Regions from separate parts of the Sus scrofa genome. Here region 1 is linked to region 2. The links are chromatin contacts, called in public targeted proximity ligation maps. All regions are on one chromosome and are shown on one strand. The core of a region is the stretch at or near the end of the contact, and the rest is flanking DNA. Distances in the headings are between cores, read along the strand shown.

Region 1 (6,491 bases), core at 2,723-5,222, 130 kb after region 2:
GCTTAGAAATTACTGCTTGTGCCTCTTAGCTTGATCTCTGTGGCCCCGACTGCCTGTCTTTGCCACACTCTGTTCCCATGCCTTCACATGCATATCTAATTCTGCTCTGGGCTGAACTAATTGGAGAGTAATTGTGCAGGGCCAGTAAACCTGAACTCTGAGGCATCTGTTGGCATTGGCTGACATGCCTGATGTGCATTTGTTTTGTTCTATTCCATCTAAAGGAGGAGGTTGATGCTAAGCTTTTGTGGAAAGAGACAACAAAAAGGAGATAAAAACAGGATGCTTTCTATTCTTCAGCTAATCCCCTGTAGAGAGCAGGGGTGCGCATGAGCTGGAAGGTACACTTTGACCAAAGGCCTAGGACCTTCAAGGCATTCACACCACCTTAGGGTCTGTGACAGAGTGAAGCACAGAGCTGGAGAGAAGGGCGTTCTTCCCGGCTTTGCAGAGAAGACGGTGTCAGCATCAGGGGAGATACAGAGGAGCAGGGAGGAAGCGCCACTCCAAGATGTTCCCCTAGGGTCCCCCCAAAGTGACTAAAGAGGGTCGAAGGAGAAAGAAGCCAAGGATAGTCAGTGGTAAAACTCAGGGGTATTAGTCATATGGTCTTGCTGGCATGCCCTGGGGAGACCCGTGAAAGAGAATTTACAGAAGCTATACAAATCAGTTATTATGTGTTTAGTTATAAGGAAGAACATCTAAATCCTTGCAGCATGGAAAAATAGGCACTAATTTTGGGCCCATACAAGGAGTCCAGTTGCCAGGAATGGTTGCCATTCAGTGTTACTATCAAAGAGCCCCCCAGGCTCTTGTTATCTTTCTGCTGTCGCAAGAGAGCTGCCACAGCCGCAAATATCATTACAGTTTTCTAGACAAGAAGAAGGCTAGTTTTCTCCTTGCAAGACTCAATCTTTTTACGTCCACATGCAAAGCCCTGAGCCGACTTCTCCTTAAGTCTCATTGACTAGAATGTGGTTATGCTCCCACTCTGGACCACCCGCTGGCAAAGAGGAAAGGAATGACTATGATTGGCGCCTGACTGGCTCCTGAGCCTGCGTCTGGGGGAGGAGCTTAGCTTCCTCAAGGTCATCCCGGATTCGAAGCTAAGGTTCCATTAGCGGGACAGAAGGAGGGAAGGGGAGGAGATGGGTGTCAGGTAGGTAATGAATGCCGCTCCATTTGGTTCAGTGGGTTAGGAACCTGACTACTATCCATGAGGATGTGGGTTCGATCCCTTGCCCCACTCAGTGGGTTCAGGATCCCGGACATTGCTGTGAGCTGCAGTGTAGGTCACAGGTATGGCTTGGATCCCCTGTGGCTGTGGCTGTGGTGTAGACCTGCAGCTGCAGCTCTGATTTGACCCCTCGCCCGGGGAACTTCCATATGCTCCCTAAAAGCAAAACGCAAAAAAAAAAAAAAAAAAAAAAGAATGCTGCTTCAACACTGCAAGCTTTTCAGTTCTCCATTCCTGGAAGTCCCCACCTCCCCGTTCCTATAAGCTAAAGTCGTATTCATCCTTTGGGTTCTCACTCTAGCATCTTCTCTGACGTTTATTCACCAGAGAATGAATAAATGATTGTTTGGTTTCACCAACACACCCGGCTCCTGCCCCTATCTTTGCTCTCATAACACTTCATTGCATGGTGTTCCTATGGCCCTAGACTCCTTGGGGGCAATAGTTATATTCATCTTAGACTCTAATGTCTAGCATGATGCCTGGCTCATTGTAAGTGTGCAGTATGCGTGGAATAGATGTTGCATTAACAAATCCAAGGTAGAAAATAATCATGTTGGCACCGGCATTTTCAAGCATGAAGGCCCACTAAATATGCACAGTCAACAGCTATTCAGCTCAGCCACACCTATTTACGGCGGGTCTATTGTCTGCCAAGCACCAGAGGCAGCCCAAGAGAAGGATAACACAGGATCCGTGAACCCAAAGCGCATATGCACCGCAAAGATAACTAACAATACAAAATAGCATCTGATAAGTGTCTCATTAGAGCTCCAGGAGTGCGGTGGCAGCGGAGATAGAGCACACTGGGCCAGGGAGGGCACAGTAATTAAAATCCACAGGTAATCCCAAATCTTAATTTCATCAATGCTCGCACCCGAGGCCCATTCACGCCTTCTTAGGGATGTGGAAAAATGGCCAGATTTGAGTGTAATTTCCCCTCAGTGCCCTGCCTATCTATCGGAGCACCTGTGACCCACAGTAAAAGAACCACACGGTAAATAGCCAAAGAGGCAACGAGGAAGAAAGGCAGACCTTGTTCATTCACAGCTCAGATAGTCAGCTCTTGAATAGCTGAAAGCTCGCACAGTTTTAACCCGCGATTTGAAGATCAAATGAGGCCGTGTGTCACAACTGTACCTCACGTGAGGTTTTTGTTAAGGTGTGTTATTGGAAAAGAAGTAACTAAAACCAAGTCAAAGGCATGGGGAATGCACTAAATGCTTCCTTTTACAGGCCCCTCGCTGCAGGGAAGCTGTGTTTTTGCAATGGGACAAAATGCTGAAATCACCTAAGGCAACGAGGGCAATACTGAGAGTCTCCTGAAGGATTTTAACATTCGTGTGGGGATTGGGGGTAGAGAGCAAGCACATGGACTGTGACAAGCTAGCAAAGTCTGTTGACTCTTCTTCAAATATTTTCAAATGAAAAACTTTTTTAAAAAAATTGAAGAAAAATACATACAACTGCAAAGGAAGCCAACTATGTTGAAATACAGTTACAAAATAATAAAATCATGACATGGTAAAACATACGATTTTTTTTTCTTTTTCTTTCTTTTTTCCTTTTCTTTTTCTTTTTTTTTATGGTATATGGAAATTCCCAAGCTAGAGGTCCAATCGGAGCGGTACCTCTACCTACACCACAGCCACAGCAATGCGGGATGTGAGCTGTGTCTTTGACCTACACCACAGCTCACAGCAATGCCGGATCCAGAACCCACTGAGTGAGGCCAGGGATCCGACCTGGGTCCTTCTGGATACTAGTTGGGTTTATTACCGATGGCTGAGCCACAATGGGAACTCCCACATGTGTGTTTTTTTTTTTTTTTCCCACATGTGGTTTTTAAATAACATTATAAATAACAAGACTGAGCAGCACCGCTAAGGTTTAATTGTGATGTGAAGTAAGGCTAAGCATGAATCAAGGCATCAGCGACAATTGTCGAGGGATGTGAAAAGATCTGCCATGTCTCTTGTTGACAAAGTCACAGGTGCTACTGTTACTATTCTCATTCGTTGCCCACATTCATAAGAGAAGAAAATGCTAAATTTCAATTTGAGAAAATAAAGATATCATTTTGTTTTACCATCCAAGTTCACAGGCCCCCAGTTAAAAGCTGCTGTTCTGAGGTCCCTCAGCCACATGGTGACCAAGTTGAGAACCAGAGTCAGCGTGTGTTTGCCTGCTGTTGACGGACACAGGTCTAGGATGGCATTTCCCTCGTCAGCTAATGAAATTACAGTTTCTATTCTGCTCCTTAAAAAGTGAGGTTCTTAGAGAGATTCAACAACAAGGAGAAAGGACCCTTTGAGGACGCTCGTTGGAAAAGATCTTTATTCAGTGCACTGCCATTGACTTTCCTTGGAATGTGGCTCACTAACACTGCTCTTGTATTTTCTGCTGATGTAGTAGCTGCTGGATGCTTTACAGCCTCTTGCGGTATTCTTGCCTCATCGGATGTGGACATCGCAGATATAGGCAATGGTTCAGGAAGCAGAAATTCATGCTCTCAGCCTAGAGAAGCAGTTAGATTGCTCACTGCATGAAGTCACTCTTTGAAAATGGATAAGGGACAAGGCCACAGCCCTCTGAAAGGGGAATTTGGTGCCCATTAAAATGCAAATGAGAAACTTATAATTTTTCTTTTCCTTTTTTTTTAACAAATACAAAATTGTGATCATAACTGACCAGACCAGTTGGCCAGGGGCTGGAGCCCAGTTCCCCTTTCTTGTTTATTTTAAGTCCTTACCTAAACGAGAAAAGAAGGAAGGAGGGCAAAGGGAAGTGTCCTAACACTGTTGGGAAGGGTGGATCGCTATTTTATCTTTGCAAAAATGAAGTTTCTTCTCTACTTATTTAGAACTAAGCACGCGAGGTACCAATTCTCCTTCAACAATTACCGTGTCATTTAGAGGGTATGTCTTCACAGATTAGTTTCCACGCCTATAAATTGTTTTTAAAAAGGTAAAAATCTGTTTGATGGTAAATCAATATCTAAACAACAGGTAATGGGAGTTCCTTAGTGGCTCAGTGGGTTAAGGAACCGATGTTATTGCCGCTGTGGCTCAGGTCACTGCTGCAGCATGGGTTCAATCCCTGACCCAGGAACTTCCACATGCCATGGGCACGGCCAAAAATGAATAAATAAATAAATATAAATAAATAAATCCATTCTCAAAAGAATCAGATTTATGAGGACAACAAATTCCAAAATACAGAGTTGTTAGAGTGTCACATTGAAAAGGCTTTGACCAATGACACACATTATTTAAAAAACAAAAAGGTAGCCTAAAGAACATATCTGCTGAGTAGCTGTCTACTTGAATGTAGTTCATATTTTTCCCAGTCAGCAGCCACGAATGAGTCACTTCTTCATTTGTATTGGTATTGCAATTACAAGATAAACAGAGCATAAATCCTATCCTAGTATAGCTATTTGGGTGCATTTCTTTCTTTCGAATTTTGAATGTCTGGATTTGGTCTCGGCACCTCGAGGGTCTTGCTGGACAATTATTAGTTTCTCAATGAACATTTACTGAATTGAATGTAATTAAAGGGAGGAGAGAGTGAATGATGTGTCTGTAAAACCTGATCAGCAGTGTCAAAAGATCTTCCACCACCAATAACTTGAGGAATGGAATTTAAAAAGGGTCTAAATGGACAGCGAACAAGTCAGAAATGGACAAAGTGCACCTGCCAAGAACCTGACAATGCTTGGTATGCCATTGTTGAATAAATTACCAATTTTAATATTAATAGTGACTGTAATTCCACTGCCCAGTGTAGCTTCCTCCTCTATAACATGGAGACATGGACAGCATCTCCGCCATGGGCTGTTACGTGGGTTACACGTGTGAATGCACACAACACACTGAGAGGAGCATCTGCGTATAGTAAGTATTGGTTCTTGCACGAGCCAGGAATGGTTCTCAGCGCCTCTCATGCGTTGCTACTAGAAACTACGAAGGAGCCAGGATGAAGAAACACCTGAAAAACTGGGGCGGGGGGGGGGGGAGAAGGGCAGAAACTCCTACCCTAGAGGTTTTCAGTTCACAGCCTCTGTATTACTGTCCTTGCTGCCTGGAACAAGTGTCGCCAACTCATCCCGTGGCAGACGCCTCCTTAGACTTCCAGGTCACGGCCTCTGCTCAGACGTGCCTTCTCTCACTCACAGACTAGAGCAGCCTCCCTCATATCACCCCTCTTTCCCTTTAGAGCATTGGATATGGTGTGTAATTGCACGCGTCATTCTCTTTTGACCCATCTATGGGTGTCTCCACCACGAGACTGTGCATTCCCTGAGTGCTGGAATTGGTTACGTCACCCATTATCCTCAGCTCCTAGAAGAATGCTCAGCATAGACTAGACGCTCGGTGAGTGAATGAATGTATCCGCGTACCCCTTGGGTGCAAATGGAATAAATGAATGTATCAGGGTTCTGGCTGCTGGAGGTTGCGGCCAGCATGGCATGCATTTGGTCTACAAGATACTTGCCTCTCAAAAGCAAGCCAGCACTTAGAAGAGTGACCCTGCACACACACACACACACATACACACACACACCCCAAATTGTAATCTAACACCGTGTCCTCTTAACAGCTTCTCTCAGGAGCCTCTAGGATTTGTGAGTCCCACCTCCAGAGAATTTTCGACCAGCCCTCCATCACCATATACTTCCTCATTTTGATCAAGTTTACAAAGAGAAGGGTGAAGATGAAAGGGGAGGCTCCCCTGGCAGCAGCTGGGGTGTGAAAGTGGAGGGAAGGATCGAATTTGAGGGTCCATCACCCTTTTACTAAGAAACGCTTCCTTTCTGAGGCTTCCTGAGGAGGCAGGAAGTAATGCCGAAACCTCAAAGTTTGGGGTAATCAACAGCACCCTAAAATCCCCGAACAGGGTTTACCCTGAGGATTAGCTCTGAGGTTAGGAAGAAACAACTCGTCTGCCTCCTGATTCATGTCTAGAGCTTTCTAATCCCGTGGCCTGCAGGTCTCAAAAAGATAAGACTGAAATGAATGTCCAAAATTCCTAGGGGCTCTCACCAGCTATTTTGGAAACAAATATAGCTGCTTGCAGGCGAGCTTCTATTTGTCCAGAATTACCTAGCTAAAGTAGAAGCTGCCCACACAATTACACTCTAGTTAAAGTATTTTGAGCTCCACCCACTCTCTGCCCGTTTTTAGCATGGTGTGATGGAGCGAGCTGGCCATGAGAAGCCATGTGGAAATGCCGCCAGGGGACTGAACCCCAG
Region 2 (7,516 bases), core at 4,585-7,084:
GTCTCTACTGCAACTACTCAGCTCTGCTGTGGGAGCAGGAAGACAGCCCTGGAGGCAGCGGATCAATGGGCATGGCTGTGTGCCAATAAAACTTTATTTATAACAACAGGCTGCAGGGCCACATTTGGCCCATGGGTTGTAGTTTGCCGATCCCCGCTCTAGGTAACAGTAACGTCGAATGCAATGCTGGCTTTGGTGAGGCCAGGAAAATCAAAGCCAGAACCCGCCTTTATCCACACAAAGATGCGCTGTAAAAGTTACCATCCTCTGAGAGGTACAGCTATGAAGAAGAATCCTTAGTGAGGAAGGCACAGAGTGGCATTTGAGCCATAAAGAAGAAAATTAACTCCTTTTGGACTTCGGGAGCTAAATTATTTTCTAATCCCAAGATTACGGGTGTGAGAAGAAAACGTACGAAGAGGAAAGTCATTTAAAGCGCTCGTTTAAGGTTAATTTTTCATTTTCCGCTGCCTGCCATCAACTAGGATGACTAACCTAAAGTGATTATTTAAAAAAAAAAAAAAAAAAAACCGTTTCGCTTCTTTGACCAGAAAGCTCAGAACAGTAACGATGGAGCCTGTAATGGTTTCGGTCTTATTGCAAGTCATAATGGAAATGATTTGCACGCTGGTGGAGAGAAAAGGGAAAGAAGAAGAAGAAAAAAAGAAAGCTCAAGACTTGTTAATTAACTTTCCTGTTTCTCCACAAATGCTACGACTATTAAAAACAAGATTGCTGAAGTGCAGACATCAGGCTGAAATGAACAAGGGGATGTAATTGAGGTAACCGGAGAATCACTTACTGGGGACAGTGGGTCGGTTAATTATGGGGAGAGTGGCTCTTCCGCGAGGACACACTGAAGGGAGCAGGAGGATCGGGGGAGTGGTGGGGGGAGCCACGGTGTTGAAGGGAAAAGCGGTCGAGGAGAATCTCCTACTAGGTTCAGGGAGGGCTCTGGCGTAGATGACGTATTTTATGAAGCACAACTGCCCCCAATACGGTAACGAGTAGGGGACATAGGCTGGGGCGGGCTGGCATAAACTTTCAATGAATCATAGCAGAGGCAATCCGATTTCTGTGTTTTTTAAGATTTTTCTAATAATCTTAAAGACTGTCTCAGAGATAAGAGGACGAGGGCAATAATATGTTTGTCGCAACTCTGTTTCCCAGGGCGCCAAGATGCTATCTCTCGGCTACAGCAGACTGGCAGCCTCATTTCCTGGGTTTAAGAGTTCAAAACACCATTGCTGGCTTAACTTTGATTATAAGTCACACTTCTCTCGCGAATTCAGCACACTGGCCACGAGTGATTAGGTTTTCTCGTCTCCTCCTGAAAGGGAAGCAAATGTCCCTTCTCCCACGGGGCGCCCTTTCCCGGAACTGAGATCCTCAACCTTCACTTGCTCTTCTGAAGTTTCAGGCGAGCTGCTCCCAAATCGCTCTCTAGACACACAGCCGGCACCCACGGGGGGGCCCAGATGCCCCAGCCACAAAATCAAACGTGCCAAAAAATTTGCAAAGGGGGAAAACCTGCAGAGTAATGGGACTTGTTCCTCTTCTGGCTGCCAGCTCTCAAGCGCTGGGCATGAGAGGAAGACAGGAGTCCTGCGTGTGCGTGTGCGTGCGTGCGTGCGCGTGCATGTGCGTGCACACAAACGCTCCTCTGGTGCTGCCATCCGGGACCCTGAGAAGGTTGTGGCAGTCTGCCTCACTGAACAGCAGCCTGCAATGCCTGCTGGAGAAGGATGGCTTCTTCTGGTCCTGGAGGAAGTGACGGCATGTTCAGAAAGGCAGAGCCATGTTCCACCCAGGATGCAGCAAACAAAGAATGACTTCTTGGAACCCATACGTTAGTCCAACGATTTCGCATACAAGCAATTGGCAGGATGCCTCATGGTCTAGAAAACACCCCACACCTCGGGGAGAACGCATCCTAATCTTAGAGGTGTGAAACCCTGATTTTAGGTTGTCAGATGAGGTGTTGTGTTTGTGAGCATTTAACCAAACAGGACTTTGGCGGCCTCTTTTTAAAGGTGGCCCTGCCATGACACCGAGGCTCTATCATTTCTCATTGCTCATGTGGCTGCTCTTGTTTTTTGTTTTTTCTCTTTCCTCCTTGAAAAAAATTTACACACACACATATTCACATGCACACTCAAAAAACTGAGTTTGTTCACCATGCCTCGGTTTTCAATTACATAAACCACCAGAGGCAAATTCAGAAAATCAAGACTTTGAACCACTGGGTACACATGTCTGGGGAAGGGGGGTAAAGTGGGAAAAACGGGGTGAAAGGAGAGAAAGGGAGACATTTTAAAATACGATGGTGAAGGCTGAGGGGACTTGCCGGAAAGGAAACGAAAAACCTTAAATTTTTTATATTGCCCTTCTGCTAACCTTTTGTCACACAAGCAACAGACCAGAGCAGGCTTCTCTGGAGCTTCTAGCATAACGATCCACCATGAAAGACGTGTTGGGACGAGTGCAATAAAAGGCATTAAAAATCCGTTTGAAAGGCAAGGGCCCTAGAAACAAGCGCCCCACCCCTTCTCCCGGCTCCACGCTATCTCCTGGCAAATTCCTACTCTGAAAAGGAAGATTTATGTGGATTTCTGAGAGCATAATTTCCCATCAACCTTTTCCCCAGGGGCTACAAAGGAAAAAAAGAATCTGAGCGTCGACACAAATTTCTGCAACATCAAGAAACATTTTGATGATGAGTTGAGCGTTAACAAATCAGAAACACATGGTCTTAATTGACTGTGAAATAAATAACATTTCAAAATGAAAGGGGGGAGAAGTGTTCAGATGTAAAGCCTTAGAAAGGACTCAAACCTCCGAGTTGCTCCAGGCGGCTGATGTCGTTCTCCACTCCCAGCCCCAGCTTCTCCTCTCCTTCCTGTCCGGGTTCAGGGTTTCATGAAAGTGAAACGCTGCTGGATTTCCCTGACCTACATTCACTTGCAAACACGCCTCGTTGGGAACCTGTGGCGTTCCTAAAATGTTTCCGAGTAAAATCAAGGGCGTCTTTGGCATTAGGACCAAGGCCCTGGCTTGGAGGACAAACCCTGCATCCGTGAAAGGGGAGTCAAGAGGCCCAGATGCACGTTCATCTTTTGTTCTCCAAGGTATCAGGGGGTGCTTCCTGCGGGATGCACTTGAGAATTACCTGGAGCGGTGAAAACCTCTATCTGAACCTGGGCTCCACCCTCAGATGGTCGGATGCCAGCAGTCCCCAGACGGCGCCGCCGGCGTTGGTCTATCTAGATCTACGCGTCTAACACATGCCTGAGGAGATCAGAATTTACATGCCACTCACGGGCCCTGCAGCGTCCTAAGTGCTTTATAGGACATCAGCTCTCAGTCCTCGCAATACCCCATGAGGTGGGCAGCCGCCATGATCAACATCCCATTTTACAGATGGGGATATGAAGGCACAGAGAGGTTTCCCAAACTTGCCCAAAGTCACACAGCTAGCCAGTGGCAGAGGCAGGATTCCAACTTGTCTGGCTTTAGAAGCCACTCTCAGTAACCATTCTATCAAGAGTTCTCCACGTGTGGTCCTGGACCAGCAGCAGCTGCAGAGAGCTCTTTAGAAATGCAAAATCTCTGGCCACGCCCTAGACCTACTGAATCAGAAACTCTGATGCTGGTGCTGCCTTGCAACTGGGGATTTTATGGTTTGGGGCCATGCCCGGGCATGTAGAAGTTCCAGAGCTAGGGACGGAATCTGCACCACAGCAAAGACCAGAGCCGCAGCAGTGACAAGGCAGGATTCTTAACCCACTCGTCCACCAGGGAACTCCACAACCGGTGTTCAATTCTGATGCATGCCAAGGTTGGAGAACCACTGCCTGCATTGTCTCTCGGGTGTGGATGGGAGTATAGACCCAAGTCAGAACTGCTGACTTTCGGTCCCGCTCCCGACCCTGCGGATGGCTGCTCAGACGCGTGCCATCTTCAGTGGAGGGTGAGCAGCATCTGCCAACGCCTGGGAACTTGAAACTGCTGATCTAGGGACTATTCTCTCGCCAGAGGATGCAACCATAACACAGTCTACAGCAACGTGGTGCGGTGCCTTCTCCAATTAGGGGGTGAATTTTTCCAGGATGACACTGCAGGGCTTGCCCGCCATCCAGGGCAAAGCCACAGGAGACTCAGCTCCCTTACGGAGCAAGAGCAAAACCCCACTGGAATTCTTTCCTCCTCCTCCACTAATGAGATTGTGAAAGAAACCCAGAATCTCCATAAAGCTAAAGATCAAAGCAAAACACAGCAATCTCTTTTCTGAGTCTCTATTAACAGAAAAAAAAACAACAACCCAAAAACAAACAAAAAAAACAACACACAGAAAATTCCGAAGTGATTTTAGAGATGCTTGCCATGGCTGGTTCTCTCTAAAAACTCCTGAATGTGCAAAAAATTGTTCTCTTTTCCTTTAGCAAGGGAAGAGGGTGGGTGGGTGAAGTGGGGAAGGACCAAAAGGAAGTTCTTACATGGGTGAAACCCTCCAGCAGCCCGGCGCTCATCTCCTTGTCGTGATTTAGAGCCTTCCTCTAAATATATCTATGAGATCACAGAACATGAAGTGCATGACACCAAACATTTGTAACTCATCCATGGAAATACAGGAAGGGCGTCATGGCGCAGGGGGAACACAGTGGAATTTGTCTTGTGTTAGCTTTCTAAAATAAGACGGCCTCCGTTTGGTTGAAATATATCTTCACACATTGTCTTCCAGAGCAGAGCCGGTTGAGAAATTCTGATTGCAATTATAAGTGCTGAATAGGGAGTACTTTGCATCTCCTTTGACGAGGCTGAAAGCTCTAAGCCATCCTGATATTAAAATCTTTGGAAATTGACGAGTACCCCAGGCACCGTTACAATACTTCCCCCTCCCAATCTGAGTCATTCAAATCTATTACGTGAACATGTGTTAATATTTTATCGGCGACCATTTTTAATTAACTAAACGTACGAGGCCTCCTGCAGTAGGACTGATATCGTTTCATTTGAAGTGACGCCCCCCCCCCCCGACCCCCCATCAGCTTCATTGCAAACGTACCACAGTACTGAATTCCGGAACCTGCCACAGCAGCCAGTCCTCATTAAGGGTGTACAGGGCTTTGCAAGTGATGACATCAACGGGACCCTTGTTTATTTTCTGATTCAGAGTCGTCACCAGCAAATAGAATGGCTCTCCAACAGTCTCCTTGGAAAAGACGCAAAAGTGACAGTTAGCTTTCAGCAGAATCCAGTGTACTTTCCCAAGAATTGAAGTTTCGGTTTATGGCACCACGACAGGAGACAGGAGGCAGTGTTTTCTAACAATCAACATGAAACTCCCAAGAAAATACATATTGCGCCACTTAGGACTGGGAGCAAAACTCAGGAAACCGCCTCCTCTCCCCATCACACATGCATGTTCACACACACACCCACCCACCCACCCACCCACACACACACACACACTCTCTCTCATGGCATCTACAGAGTACCTGATCATTTTTTATGCTTAAGCTTCTGCATGGCAGCCTAACTCCCATCAGCTGGCTAGTGCCTAAGAACACACTTAGAGGAGGTCTACCCTTTGTTTTTATGCCTATTTAACTGCCCCCAATGCTTAAAAAGCACCCTGAAAATAAATGGCATTTTAAAAAATGCACAATGATTCGCCTTGGTAACCAGAGGAAACTTAAAAACGTTTCCAACATTTACCTACGAGGAAGCTTTTTGGTGTTAACAGCTTCTCACTAAGGAAGTGGCCTTCCCTTCCGTGACACAGTTTGCAGCCTCCTCACCCGCCCGCCCACCCCGGGAAGGCCAGCCCTGGGGCCTCCCCAGATGCCCCCTCCCCGCCGTCTTTGCGGGTACAGGCCACTGATGGACTCCACCCCCTTCCCCTGGGCCAGAGCCAACCCACTGCTCTAAGGATCTTCCCAAACATTCGGCCCATCCTGATGACCGCTTTCCACACTTCCGCCACATGCACTTTTTCCTGGGCCAGGGGTGGCCAGCCCTGCTGTGCCGGAGAGGCCCCAGATTTGTCGGCACTGTGCTTGAATGGATGCTGAGCAACCCAAGTGGGAGGCCTGGGTGTTCTGCTTTGCGGCAGCCGCCACAGGCTTGCAGCCGGGGTTGGCTACAGGGTAGCATTTGCGAAGTCAGTCAACCCTCCGCGAGCCGAAGGACATTCCACTGAATAGATGGGGGGAGAAAAGCTGGGCCAGAACCAGGAAGTCAGACTGCCTCAGCGAGGAGCCCAAGCCAATCACGTGACCCGGGCCTGCCGTACCAGTTTACAGCATCGAGCTTTCCAGCCGATGCATCTGGCTTGGAAAGGAGGATTCCCCTGGACGGGTAAACTACAATGTCTCGGAAGTCTCCTGGGCTCCCAGCCCCTACCCCGTGCCACCCTCTACAGTGACTGCAGGTGCCCAGCCCAGCCCAAGCCCGGGCTTCCTCTGGCTCCTTCTGCCACCCTCCCCGCCCCTGGGCCCCTGTATCACTTCCCGTCCCCTGCTGACATATCCTGGAGTCTCTTCCTCACTGTGGGACGCGGCTGGAATGCTCGAAAATTTCCCAGGTGGGGAAGAGCCCGGGGACGAGAACATGACCTTTAAATTCGCACGAGAAACTTCCTTTATTTAGTGCTTCGCACCCGCACAGCGCTTTTCTCCTGTCCCCCCCACCCCCACCCCCGTAGGTAATGTCCTGACCGCAAACCTCCAACCTCCACCTCTCTCTGCCTCCAGCCCACATCAGAGGTGGGGGTGGGCACACCCGCAGAGGCCGGCGTTGGGGGGCCGGGGGGGGGGTTCTTCTGGGCTGCCTGGTGCCTCAGCTCCAGCCTCTGTGACCCTGTAGTCGGGAATTCTCGGGAGAGGGCAGCTAGAGTCAGGGAAGTACCATCTCCTCTGGCACTGCCTCCACGCTTGGGTTCAAAGCCTGGATAGTCGCCACCAGAATCCCCTGGGGCTCTTATGACAAATTCAGAGGTCTGGGTCCCACTTTCGATGGGGACCCTCTGGAGATGAGGCCTGGGCCTCTGGAGTTTCAACACCTCCCCAGGGGCTCTGATGTGAGGCTGGCTTAGGAAACCATGGGGCAGAGGGGTTTCTTTGTCACCACCCGCTGCACTTTCTAAGTCAGTCCCACCTGCTGGGGGCTTAGGCATCTTATCAGACCAGGGTGCACCCAGCTCCCCAGGGGGCTGGCCTGTCGCAGAGCCACCCTGCCCTTCCCCTCCGGTGATGGGCGTTAGGGACCCCTTCCCCAGCCCTTCCTTAGCGAGGTCGGTCGCTCTGACCATGGCTGAGCCCATGGCTTTTGCACCCCTGATCCCATGTGATCCCCTAGCGCCCCTAAGCCTGGAAGGAGGTACTTGCCTCCTTGGGGAAGCAGGAAACAGGTGGCTGCGGGCTCCCTGGTGTTGTCACAGGAGCTGTGGGCTCTGGAGAAAATCTCGCTTGTTCTGTGTCCCCCGATTCCCCAACATGCAAAATGGTCATAAAGG

What was found.
Region 1: a targeted proximity ligation map of alveolar macrophages shows a contact between it and region 2. A contact is called at or near these places in 1 of 47 Hi-C or Micro-C datasets (heart right ventricle) and 1 of 2 datasets of targeted methods (alveolar macrophages).

The regions. Positions count from the first base shown.
Region 1 is chr5:89,068,594-89,075,084 of Sscrofa11.1, forward strand. No RefSeq gene overlaps it. Among named protein-coding and RNA genes, the nearest start is that of PLXNC1, 16 kb to the left of the region's middle.
Region 2 is chr5:88,935,532-88,943,047 of Sscrofa11.1, forward strand. PLXNC1 (plexin-C1) reads right to left here. Exons shown (of 31, transcript XM_021092759.1): 21 at 5,066-5,212. Among named protein-coding and RNA genes, the nearest start is that of PLXNC1, 120 kb to the right of the region's middle.